Linked DNA regions of Xenopus tropicalis: region 1 is linked to region 2. A link is a contact called in public Hi-C data. All regions are on one chromosome and are shown on one strand. Each heading gives the region's core, a stretch centred on a gene start, on an enhancer-like site or on the middle of the called end of the contact. The rest is flanking DNA. Distances are from core to core; before and after follow the strand shown.

Region 1 (5,393 bases), core at 1,664-4,163, 47 kb after region 2:
TTAGCCCATAACAAGGTTACAGATATATAGAAACATTGGGGTAACAGTCACCCTGCTATAGTTCCAGGGGTACCCAGGGCACAAATAAGCACTCACCCCAAATCCCCCCCTAACTGGCCTTCAGGCTGGGCCCCCTTAGCCCATAACAAGGTTACAGATATATAGAAACATTGGGGTAACAGTCACCCTGCTATAGTTCCAGGGGTACCCAGGGCACAAATAAGCACTCACCCCAAATCCCCCCCTAACTGGCCTTCAGGCTGGGCCCCCTTAGCCCATAACACGGTTACAGATATATAGAAACATTGGGGTAACAGTCACCCCGCTATAGTTCCAGGGGTACCCAGGGCACAGGCCTGAGCCATTGCACACCCAGTTCAGCAAAAGACTTTTAACCAGCTGGCTTTTGTTTCAGGAGTCAGAACCAGCAGTGCAGACAAATAGAGAGATGGAAGCTTCCTATAGGGACAGGCCCTTACAAGTCACACAGAGCGCTGCTGACTGTACTGAGTTCATGGAAACTGATAGTCAAACAATGAATGTGATGTGTCAGTAGTGAGCCAGACGCACACACCCAGTTATACCTACCTACCCCGGGGCACCCCCAGCCATGCCCCGTCCCCATACTGCCCCTGCTGGTGAGCAGGCAGCGAGCGATTAGAGATGGAGAAACCCGCCATTGTTTGTCCCCAGCTGTTCTGGCCGCATTTAGCAGAGGAAATGGCCGGGATGTGTGAATAACTTAGCAGCCCCTTGAGAATGGTATATGGCCCCCGGCAATAAACTCCCGGCACTCGCCCATAAAGCTTCCCCCCTATAAGTGTAGACACAAGTGTGTGCGCAGGTGTCAGCTCTCCGGTCCAAGGCTGGACCCTGAGAAAGTAACCCTTCCACAGCCATATCTGCTGCCCCTCCATTATTATTACTTGCAACTGCCGCTCTATGGGGCCCCACTACATGCAGGATCCAGGGGGCAATAGCTCCTATCTGCTCTGCCGGCATTGTGCCTTGTAAAACAGTTGCCCAGATCCTGGGTGTGTATCTGGAATCCCTGCCATAAAGCAAGTTGCTACTGCTGTTTTCTCTTAGAAAAGATATGACCCTCTTCCTCCCTTCTACAATATTACTTGTCACTCTGAGGCTTGAGTAAATGATGTAACTATTCTGTCCAGATGGGATTAGGTGGCAGTTTATGGTGTGGGGCAGCAGTTGGTATGGGGGGGGGGGTCATTAAACGAGCCCTAGAGGGGCAAATAAATGGTAGTTGGAGTTGCAGTTCTGTTAGGAGTTACTTTGGAGTTGTAGGATTCAGTGGCAGAACTATAGAGAAAGCAGAACCCGGGGCTGCTGGGGGGACAAGGTGTAAGGGGCCCAGTGGTCCCTAACTGCCAATGTTTAGGGGCCCTAAAATGATGCTGTGGGGCCCAGTCACTTCTAGTTATGCTGTCTACATAAAAAAATGCTATTGGCTGCCAATGAGGTCACATGTGCCGGAGCAGGCAGTTTATTGGACCAGGTATGGGGCTGAATAATATCTGTTTGCGGTTCAGGAATGCTGGGAAATTGCCCAAGTGGGCACTTTTGGGTGCCTGGCACAGTACCAGTCACAATGCCCCCTGTGCCAAATATCCAGCAGCGGCACTTTTCATACTGAAAATGTTCTTGGCTTCCCACTCCAGCCAATAGGGGGCAACAGGGAGCACTTTGGGGAAGTTTTAAGACAGTTTGTAGGGTTCATTTACTGGCGCCACTTGCCATGGTCAATGCGGGATTCTGTGCCAGTCATTCATGGTACTGGCATCTAAAGCTTTTGTATAGCTTCTGCCTCCCCTCCTGCCGGCCCCTAGTCCGTGCTCCCTTGCCCCTGCCGCTTGTCATTGTGCGTGCCCCCCCCCCGACATCCCACGGGGGTAAATTAAAATAAAAATATCATACAATCAAGTGTATGGATCATTCAACCAGACTGGGGGCCATAAAAATGCCTTGGAGGGCCACATCCAGCTCACAGGCCTCCAGATGGACAGTCCTGTTCTAACGCATCAACCCCAACAGCATCAGACACATTGCCACGTTGAGCCTGCAATTATGGGGGGGGGGGGGGTAAAAAGCATGGCAACTTGCACTCACAGTTGCACTTTGCACACTGCACTTGTATTAGTAAATAAATCCTAGGGCTGTGATACGGGAGGGGGGGCAAATTTGAGCAATGTCGGTGCTGGACCCCCTCCCCCACAACAAAATCTTCCAAAAGCCCCCAACCCCATTACCTCACAGCCTCAGGTCCCCCCCCCGCCTCCCTTTCCACTCTCAGGTAGGAGAACAACTGGGGGGAGTGGGATTTCTACACAATTATAGGGGTCTGGGCCCCCTCGTTCCTGAGGGGTCTTCTTGTTCTTCTACAGTTACCCCATTGGGTGTCCCCCCACTGTTCCGTAGCCCGTTGGGGGGAGGAGTCCACTCTCAGAATCCCCTATCCATCCGTTTGAATGGGAATATCCAGCAAGAGCAATTTATTGATCAAATCAATCATTTATTGATAAAGTCAGTTATTTGTTCCACTCAGTTTCTGTACCAAACTGCCAACTCGTTTGCCTAAGCGCTCACTGGCCTGATTCTCTGACCCACCCCCCCCTGGGATCCTTATCAATTAATGGGATAATTGGCTGTGTGTGCCTGCGGGCAATGGCAATTAGGGGACTAATGTCTCACAAATGAAGCTCATCTGCATTGTATCTGAATGGCTCTCTCTAAAGTCTCCGGCCAGCAGGGAAGCCCCCCATCTCTCCCACTATAATCCCACTCATGCCAAAGGCAAACAGCATTAGCTGAAAGCGAGCTGGGCCGGCTGGGGAGCGGGGTTGGCTATCATTGTGCAAATGGGCCAATCAGAATATTTACCCTCCTGGAACAGAGCGGCTAAATGCTTTCTGAGCTCATTAGCAGGTGTTCCTTTAATGGGATTTATCTTCTCTGCTAAAGGTTTTCTCTACCCCCCGGGGAGCTGCGATGCGGCCACAATGGCCAAGGAGATAAGGCTCGGGCTACGCCCTGGGTATTTGTTAGGACTTGTTCCCACTGAACACTTTAGTCACACAACACACACACCGTCCAAGTAGCTCAAGGCGCCATTACTCTTAGTCACATGACACAGGAGGCGCATTCTCCACCATTTCACCACCATTTTTCAGCCTGACCATGGCTGCCCACATTAATACCATTTTGGGAGCTCAAGATCTTTCCGACACTGAGGCCTGTCTGTCACTGCTCTCCATTAAATTATGATCAATAACAGGCAGTTAGGCCACCACTTACTGCCCGTTAATGCCCTACGTTGCATTACCCAAATGCCTTCTGATCTTGAAGGATATCTGCCAGTGCCCTTGGCCTTTATCTACCTGAGTATGCCAATACCCTGCTAATGACCCACCCAAGCCCCATCCCCCTATATTAGCCAGAAATTGCAGGACTTTAAAGGGGAACTAAAGCCTAAAAATGAATTTGGCTAGAAATGCTATGATTTATATACTGCACCAGCCTAAAGTTCCAGCATCTCTTTAGTAGTAATGATCCAGGACTTCACAGTTGTCACTGGAGTTCCCCATCTTCGATTCTGTTAGAGGTGTCAGTGGCACTGCACGTGCTCAGTATGATCTGGGCCAGAAGGGGCCCCGACGCTCACACAATTTATGTAACTTGTGCAAAAACTTACATTACTTTCAAAGAAACTTATGTAACTTACACAGGGATGGACTGGGGGGGTGCAGGGCCCACCAGGGCTGCCGCCCCAAGGGCCCCGCACCCCCCAAGTTGCCACATCCCCCGCAGGGGCCCCCGCCGCAGCGCACCCCTAACCCCTCCCTTTCAAAGAAACTTACGTAACTTACACAGGGTCAGACTGGGGGGTGCAGGGCCCACTGGGGTTGCAGCCCCAGGGGCCCCGCACCCCCTAAGCTGCCTTGTCCCCCGCAGGGGCCCCTGTCTGACAACCTCCCATGAACGCGCACATGTGAAACGCGTCAGGGGAGGACATTGGAGGCCAGAGGAAGCGGCAATAGGGTCGGGTCTGGGCCGCTGGGGCCCTCCAAGCCCGGGGCCCACTGGGTATTTTCCTGGTGTCCCGGTGTCCCAGTCCGACCCTGAACTTACATATAAACTCCACTGACCCCCTGATTAAAATACTGACTTATTAGCACATTAATTCTGTTACTGTTTTTATGAACTACTACTGATTGGTTATCGGGCCCCACAGCAATATCATTGGGCCCCTGAACTTATGCAAAAACGTATGTAACTTCCATGCCAAGCAATGACAGCGCAGAGCAGGGGCAGGTAGGTGGGAAAGGGTTAAACTTAGGGCCAACTCCACTGACCCCCTATAAACTAAGGGACTTATTAGCACATTAATCAATGGAACACTTTATATGAACGGCTTATTATAGAGTAACAGCAGCTGGTTATATTGCACACACAAGGGGTGTAGACAACATTTTGATACTATGGGGGGCCCCATATAAATAACCAGAGGGGCCGCAACGTTTCTGCTGGAGGCCCTGCCACTGAGACAAGGGCAGTGCCAGTATAAAGGCGGCTCAGTGAGATTTAGGGCAGATGGAACAAAGAGACGGTGCAAGAGTGAATAGACCCGATTCCGCCGATAAGCGCTGAAAATGCGTGGGGCATAGAATTCTATGCGACTCTGGGCAGGAATGCTCTGGGGGAGCTACGGTTTCCCCGCGTTGGATAATGACCCTTTCTCTCTCGCTAGCGTCAGGGCGGAACCTGTGCCCTCTTATCGCACCCGCTTTGTTCCCCTTTGAAGCGTCAGCCTGGAGACAAGGTGCGAGTTACGGCTGCCACCGACCCCTGGAAGCCAGCTGGCTTGTAACGCTTGTGCTGAGTGGCGCTTCTGCCTCAGGTGCCACCCTATCACCATGGCATGCTGGGTAAATGGAAGCATTTAGGGTTAAATATATGGCATTCTGTGCTATGAATGGGCTCTTCTGTACCTGGCACAGCAGAACTGATCTGTATTAACGTGAATAAACAGCGCCATCTGTTGGCAGAGAGTGGTACAAGGATCAGCCATTGATTTCAGATGAGGGTACAGTAAGTGGCGCAGAATAAAAGGCATATTTGTACATCTGCGTATTTCATACTTGCGCTTTAAATGGTCAGTTCCATATTGAAATGTAATTGTCAGCCCATAAAAAGGCATAAAAAAAGACGATTGGATGAGTTTGGCGTATATATTACCCCTAGCCCCGATCTCCTTAATCTCCTCCATATGGAAAGAACATCTTCGTAGCACAATAGGCAGCCAGTAAAGATCCATAATCCGTCTTTAGTTCTTAGTTATAGTTTTAGGGAAAGAATGTCCAGATACCCCCCCCCTC
Region 2 (6,298 bases), core at 3,464-5,963:
CCCCAGAGCTGCAATCAGGCCAATCACCGATCCCCACGTCATAGCCCTGCACCATGACATCATGGTTCAGCCCCTAACATCACTAGCCCTGCCCTCTGGTAGTGCAACCTGCTGAAAGGTGGCAACTATGTGAACAGAAGTGAGATGGGGTGCAAACAGGGGGGCGGATATGTAAGTGGTGGGGGGGCTAGAGCGAAGGAGTCTATGGGTGCAAAACCTTTATATCTGACCCTGGCAACAAGGTAGCAGTGCTAACCAATGAGCCAATGTGCACAGCAAAGCCGCCATATCCACAATCAGTGAGGGGGGGGGGGGGCGGAAATAAACCCTACAGGGTCCCACAGGCCCGCCATCAGAAATCACAGGGCCCCTCACAACAACATTTTCTGGCCCCCCTCCCACAGGGCTACTCCCCCAATGGCCCCTCCCATTAGTGTGCCCCCCAATACATTAGTGACCAGGACCCCCCTAACACATTGTTAGCTAGTGTGCCCCCATAACACATTGCTGGCCAGTGTGCCCCCCAAATACATTGCTGGCCAGTGTGCCACCCTAATACATTGCTGGTCAGTGTGCCCCCCTAATACATTGCTGGCCAGTGTGCCACCCTAATACATTGCTGGCCAGTGTGCCCCCCTAATACATTGCTGGTCAGTGTGCCCCCCTAATACATTGGTTGCCATTAAACTTTTTCTTTCTTTGTAGTCTTTTTTCTTCTCTTCCAGGGTCTTCCTTCTCCGGCGGCTTCTTCAGCTCCTCCGGGGGCTTCGGGCCCCTCCAGCGAGATTCTTCCTTTAAGATGCCTACATATCTGCCCCTGTATGGGCACATTTACTACACTGGGGCAACCTATGTACATACTGTATGACTGTTTCTGCCCCATGAGAGGGACTAGTTACACACGTTGCTGGGGAAGAGTTAATCCCTGACAAACCCATTATCAGTTCCCTAATCCTTTACACCCTGAGCGGATCTCTCTCCTGATCCAATTACACGTTCTGCTCATCGTTTATTTACTCGCGGTTCCTTCCAGAATAGGAGCCCATTTAGAAGACGTTCCAACTCGCTGCGGTTAATGAAGACAGGTTGGGGATGACAGATTCTAATCCCCTTGGGAAAAGCCCACCCCTGGCGCTGGGTGAGACACACGTTGTATTTACATTCGGGGCAGGTTGGGGCAAAACCTGTATATTAGTAATGAATGGCGCCTCCCCCCCTACAGGCTCCCTGTGTGTTCCCTCTGCCCCAGCCCTGCCCCGGCCCATCGGGAGTAATTCCCCCTTTATTGTCTTCCCTCTGCTCTATTCAGTATTGGAACTAATCTGTGAAATTGACCTTTTCTTATCTATTAATGTTAAATAAACTACCATGTCTCTATCTCTCTACTGTACCTACTATAGGCACCATCTCTCCCTACTATACCTGCTATCCCACAGCCCCAGTCCCTTCCCAGAGGCTATTATCCCCCCACTGCTACTATAGGCACCATCTCTCCCTACTATACCTGCTATCCCACAGCCCCAGTCCCTTCCCAGAGGCTATTATCCCCCCACTGCTACTATAGGCACCATCTCTCCCTACTATACCTGCTATCCCACAGCCCCAGTCCCTTCCCAGAGGCTATTATCCCCCCACTGCTACTATAGGCACCATCTCTCCCTACTATACCTGCTATCCCACAGCCCCAGTCCCTTCCCAGAGGCTATTATCCCACTGCTACTATAGGCACCATCTCTCCCTACTATACCTGCTATCCCACAGCCCCAGTCCCTTCCCAGAGGCTATTATCCCCCCACTGCTACTATAGGCACCATCTCTCCCTACTATACCTGCTATCCCACAGCCCAGTCCCTTCCCGGAGGCTATTATCCCCCCACTGCTACTATAGGCACCATCTCTCCCTACTATACCTGCTATCCCACAGCCCCAGTCCCTTCCCAGAGGCTATTATCCCACTGCTACTATAGGCACCATCTCTCCCTACTATACCTGCTATCCCACAGCCCCAGTCCCTTCCCGGAGGCTATTATCCCCCCACTGCTACTATAGGCACCATCTCTCCCTACTATACCTGCTATCCCACAGCCCCAGTCCCTTCCCAGAGGCTATTATCCCCCCACTGCTACTATAGGCACCATCTCTCCCTACTATACCTGCTATCCCACAGCCCCAGTCCCTTCCCAGAGGCTATTATCCCCCCACTGCTAGTATAGGCACCATCTCTCCCTACTATACCTGCTATCCCACAGCCCCAGTCCCTTCCCAGAGGCTATTATCCCCCCACTGCTACTATAGGCACCATCTTTCCCTACTATACCTGCTATCCCACAGCCCCAGTCCCTTCCCAGAGGCTAATATCCCCCCACTGCTACTATAGGCACCATCTCTCCCTACTATACCTGCTATCCCACAGCCCCAGTCCCTTCCCAGAGGCTAATATCCCCCCACTGCTACTATAGGCACCATCTCTCCCTACTATACCTGCTATCCCACAGCCCCAGTCCCTTCCCAGAGGCTATTATCCCACTGCTACTATAGGCACCATCTCTCCCTACTATACCTGCTATCCCACAGCCCCAGTCCCTTCCCAGAGGCTATTACCCCCCACTGCTACTATAGGCACCATCTCTCCCTACTATACCTGCTATCCCACAGCCCCAGTCCCTTCCCAGAGGCTATTATCCCACTGCTACTATAGGCACCATCTCTCCCTACTATACCTGCTATCCCACAGCCCCAGTCCCTTCCCAGAGGCTATTACCCCCCACTGCTACTATAGGCACCATCTCTCCCTACTATACCTGCTATCCCACAGCCCCAGTCCCTTCCCAGAGGCTATTATCCCCCACTGCTACTATAGGCACCATCTCTCCCTACTATACCTGCTATCCCACAGCCCCAGTCCCTTCCCAGAGGCTATTATCCCCCCACTGCTACTATAGGCACCATCTCTCCCTACTATACCTACTATCCCACAGCCCCAGTCCCTTCCCAGAGGCTATTATCCCACTGCTACTATAGGCACCATCTCTCCCTACTATACCTGCTATCCCACAGCCCCAGTCCCTTCCCAGAGGCTATTATCCCCCCACTGCTACTATAGGCACCATCTCTCCCTACTATACCTGCTATCCCACAGCCCCAGTCCCTTCCCAGAGGCTATTATCCCCCCCACTGCTACACTGCCACAGCCTATCTATGGAATGTAAGGTTACTCCTTCCTGCCCTGTAACTACACTTTCTGCCTGAAGGGGGTGCAAGAGTTACAGAGCTGGGCCTCAGTTCCAAGGGATGAGTAGGTCGGATCTAGGTTGAGTTATTTGTACCAGTCATTACCATCTAAGCCAATAAAATCATCACATTTACACCATGTTTGTTATGCTTCAGAAGTAATGGGTTCCTAAGGCTGAGGAGCTGGAGGGATAGGGAGAAACTGGGAATCAGGGAAACAAGGTGAGACAATGGGAAAGGCTGGTACCATTGGATCTCCCAGCCCAGTAGAACTCCCAGCAGCCCATCCCTATTCCCCAGTAGAAGGATCAGCAGAGAAAAGTGGGACTGAGGCAGAAACAGAGAGAAGGAAAAGACTTGAGAGAAGATCAAAGTTGCAGAGAGAAGAGGAAACAATGGGGAGGAAAGGGACAAGTTGGACAGATAAATAGAAACTGGTTTGGTCAATAGGCCCCATTTGTCTCTTTATTTAATAGCTAGCTGGATCCTCCAATAGGGCGCCGGTATTCAACTGGGCAGGCGGTTAATCACCAACTAGGGGTGGGGCCAGAATTACAATTTTACCAGCAATGTAACTACCATGTGTAACACCCTACATATCCTTCCCTTCCCTGACCCTCTCTGCTACAGTATTACTCCTTATAAGTACAGACCCGCCCCTTCCCCCGCCCATTTCCCCACCCTAAAACATCATTGCCCCGCCCTATGTTATGCCTCCACCTACTCCCCTGGCCCAAAAAGAGGGTGGCATCCCTCCCTTCAAGCAACACCCCAAAACTATAAGGTGTGTCATTGCAAAATATCAGTCCCATTTGTCATGATTATCACCCACAATGCATTGTGGCAACATAGTCACTTTAGGGGTATGAGTAAGCTGGGAAAAAAGGGGAGTCCCTGGGGGTGCACCATGCAAAGGAACCCTGGGAATACTAACTGCCCCAGGCAAGGGGTAATAGCAGGGTTAACCCATGTTGTACCCGGGGCTGGCACAGACCATTCAGGTAATTAGGGTTCCATAAGAGTAATAAGGAGCAGATATAGGTGCAAGCACCTTTGCTGGGGGTATAACTGGGTGCAGTACTGACACCCTATCTGCCCCCATTGCCCGGAGCCTGGGAATGATCCCTGTGCTGTTTTGTATTGGTTGCAGGACCAGATTCCCCTTTGTTCTTTGCACTTCCTGCTCACATTATTTGTATTATTACAGGATTATGGGGTTTTGCACATTTCCCATAAAACTGGGGATTCCGTGCCGGAGGGAAGGGGTAGAAAATGTTAAAAAGGGTTATTTTTCATTGGGGGGGGGGTGAGTTGTTGGATTAATCAACAGGTGGGACTGCAGAGAGGGGTGTTGGAGCCCTCCCCGGGGCAGCAGGGGGGATGCTGTATTACAACAGGAGCAGCAGACAGACAGGGGGGGGGGGGGGGGGCAGTATATATAGAGAGAGCCAGCAGAGCGCTGCATTAGTCCAACCTGAGAGGCACACAGGGAGTGCAGCAGTGAGTAAGCGTCTGGCTCAGCCGTGCCCATACCAGGGAACTAGAGCCCGACCCAGGGAGCAACCCAGCACCGTGGTACCAGCCGGACACCCCAATACCCCCTGTGACCCCCTTCTATCCCAGCCAACATGCCCAACTTCTCAGGACACTGGAAAATGAAACAGTCGGACAACTTTGAGGAGATGCTGAAGGTTTTGGGTGAGTCTGGTACTGGCTGGGCGGGCATCTTTATGGGCAGGGGGGTATTGGCTTGGCGGGCATCTTTATGAGCAGGGGGTATTGGCTGGGTGGGCATCTTTATGGGCAGGGGGGTATCATCTAGGCAAGCAGGGTGCCATCTGGGCAGGAACGTTACCCCCATTCTGGGTCCTATCGTTGTGCCACCAACACTGAATGGAATGGGAGAAAAGAAACAGCTGCCCCATTAAGTCTCTCTGATATGGCTTTACATCTGCACTAAGCTTCTTACTGTATTGATGGGTCCCTACCACCCCTGCTGAGAGGCCGTTCCATTTTCCTACGGAATACTCCTACCACTGACTTCTTCATCACTCACAAACCCAAAACATGTATGTACCTGCCAACATCTGTGTCTCATCTCTCCCAGTATATACGGCAGCGGGGGCAACAAACCGTATACACGTGCACCTACCTCCTATCCATTCTGAGACATATGGGCACCTACCTCCTATCCATTCTGAGACATATGGGCACCTACCTCCTATCCATACTGAGACATATGGGCACCTACCTCCTATCCATACTGAGACATATGGGCACCTACCTCCTATCTATACTGAGACATATGGGCACCTACCCCCTATCCATACTGAGACATATGGGGACCTACCTTCTATCCATACTGAGACATATGGGCACTTACCTCCTCTCCATACTGAGACATATGGGCACCTACCCCCTATCCCTTCATACTGAGACATATGGGCACCTACCCCCTATCCCTTCATACTGAGACTTATATGCACCTACCCCCTATCCCTTTATACAGAGACTTATGTGCACCTACCCCCTATCCCTTTATACAGAGACATATGTGCACCTACCCCCTATCCCTTCATGCTGAGACATATGTGTACCTACCCCCTATCCCTTCATACTGAGACATATGGGCACCTACCCCCTATCCCTTTATACTGAGACATATGGGCACCTACCCCCTATCCCTTTATACAGAGACATATGTGCACCTACCCCCTATCCCTTCATGCTGAGACATATGTGCACCTACCCCCTATCCCTTCATGCTGAGACATATGTGCACCTACCCCCTATCCCTTCATACTGAGACCAAGTGCACCTACCCCATATCCATTCATACTGAGACATATGGGCACCTACCCCCTATCCCTTCATACTGAGAAATAAGTGCACCTACCCCCTATCCCTTCATACTGAGACATAAGTGCACCTACCCCCTATCCCTTCATACTGAGATATAAGTGCACCTCTCCCCTGAAGCCATAGAAATCTATCCTGGTGACCCCAATATACCTACACGTGCCACTGATTGGCATTTAATCTACATTTCTCCCTGGGGCACAGGGGT

Evidence for each region. A called contact is a pair of places that touch in the nucleus more often than the background predicts.
Region 1: a contact with region 2 is called in a Hi-C map of gastrula embryo, with 7 times the contacts expected there. The contact joins the enhancer-like site here to the promoter of crabp2 in region 2. A contact is called at or near these places in 4 of 5 Hi-C or Micro-C datasets (brain, gastrula embryo, neurula embryo and 1 more).

The regions. Positions count from the first base shown.
Region 1 is chr8:132,470,233-132,475,625 of UCB_Xtro_10.0, forward strand. No RefSeq gene overlaps it. Among named protein-coding and RNA genes, the nearest start is that of dnaja4.2, 15 kb to the right of the region's middle. Within about 2 kb of position 2,914, at least 5 of the 11 cell types and tissues checked have an H3K27ac peak or open chromatin away from gene starts, as enhancers often do. A contact at or near this core is called in gastrula embryo and neurula embryo, where this site is marked.
Region 2 is chr8:132,420,963-132,427,260 of UCB_Xtro_10.0, forward strand. It overlaps crabp2 (cellular retinoic acid binding protein 2), which reads left to right and starts at 4,714. Exons shown (of 4, transcript NM_001006862.1): 1 at 4,714-4,929. The coding sequence starts at 4,860.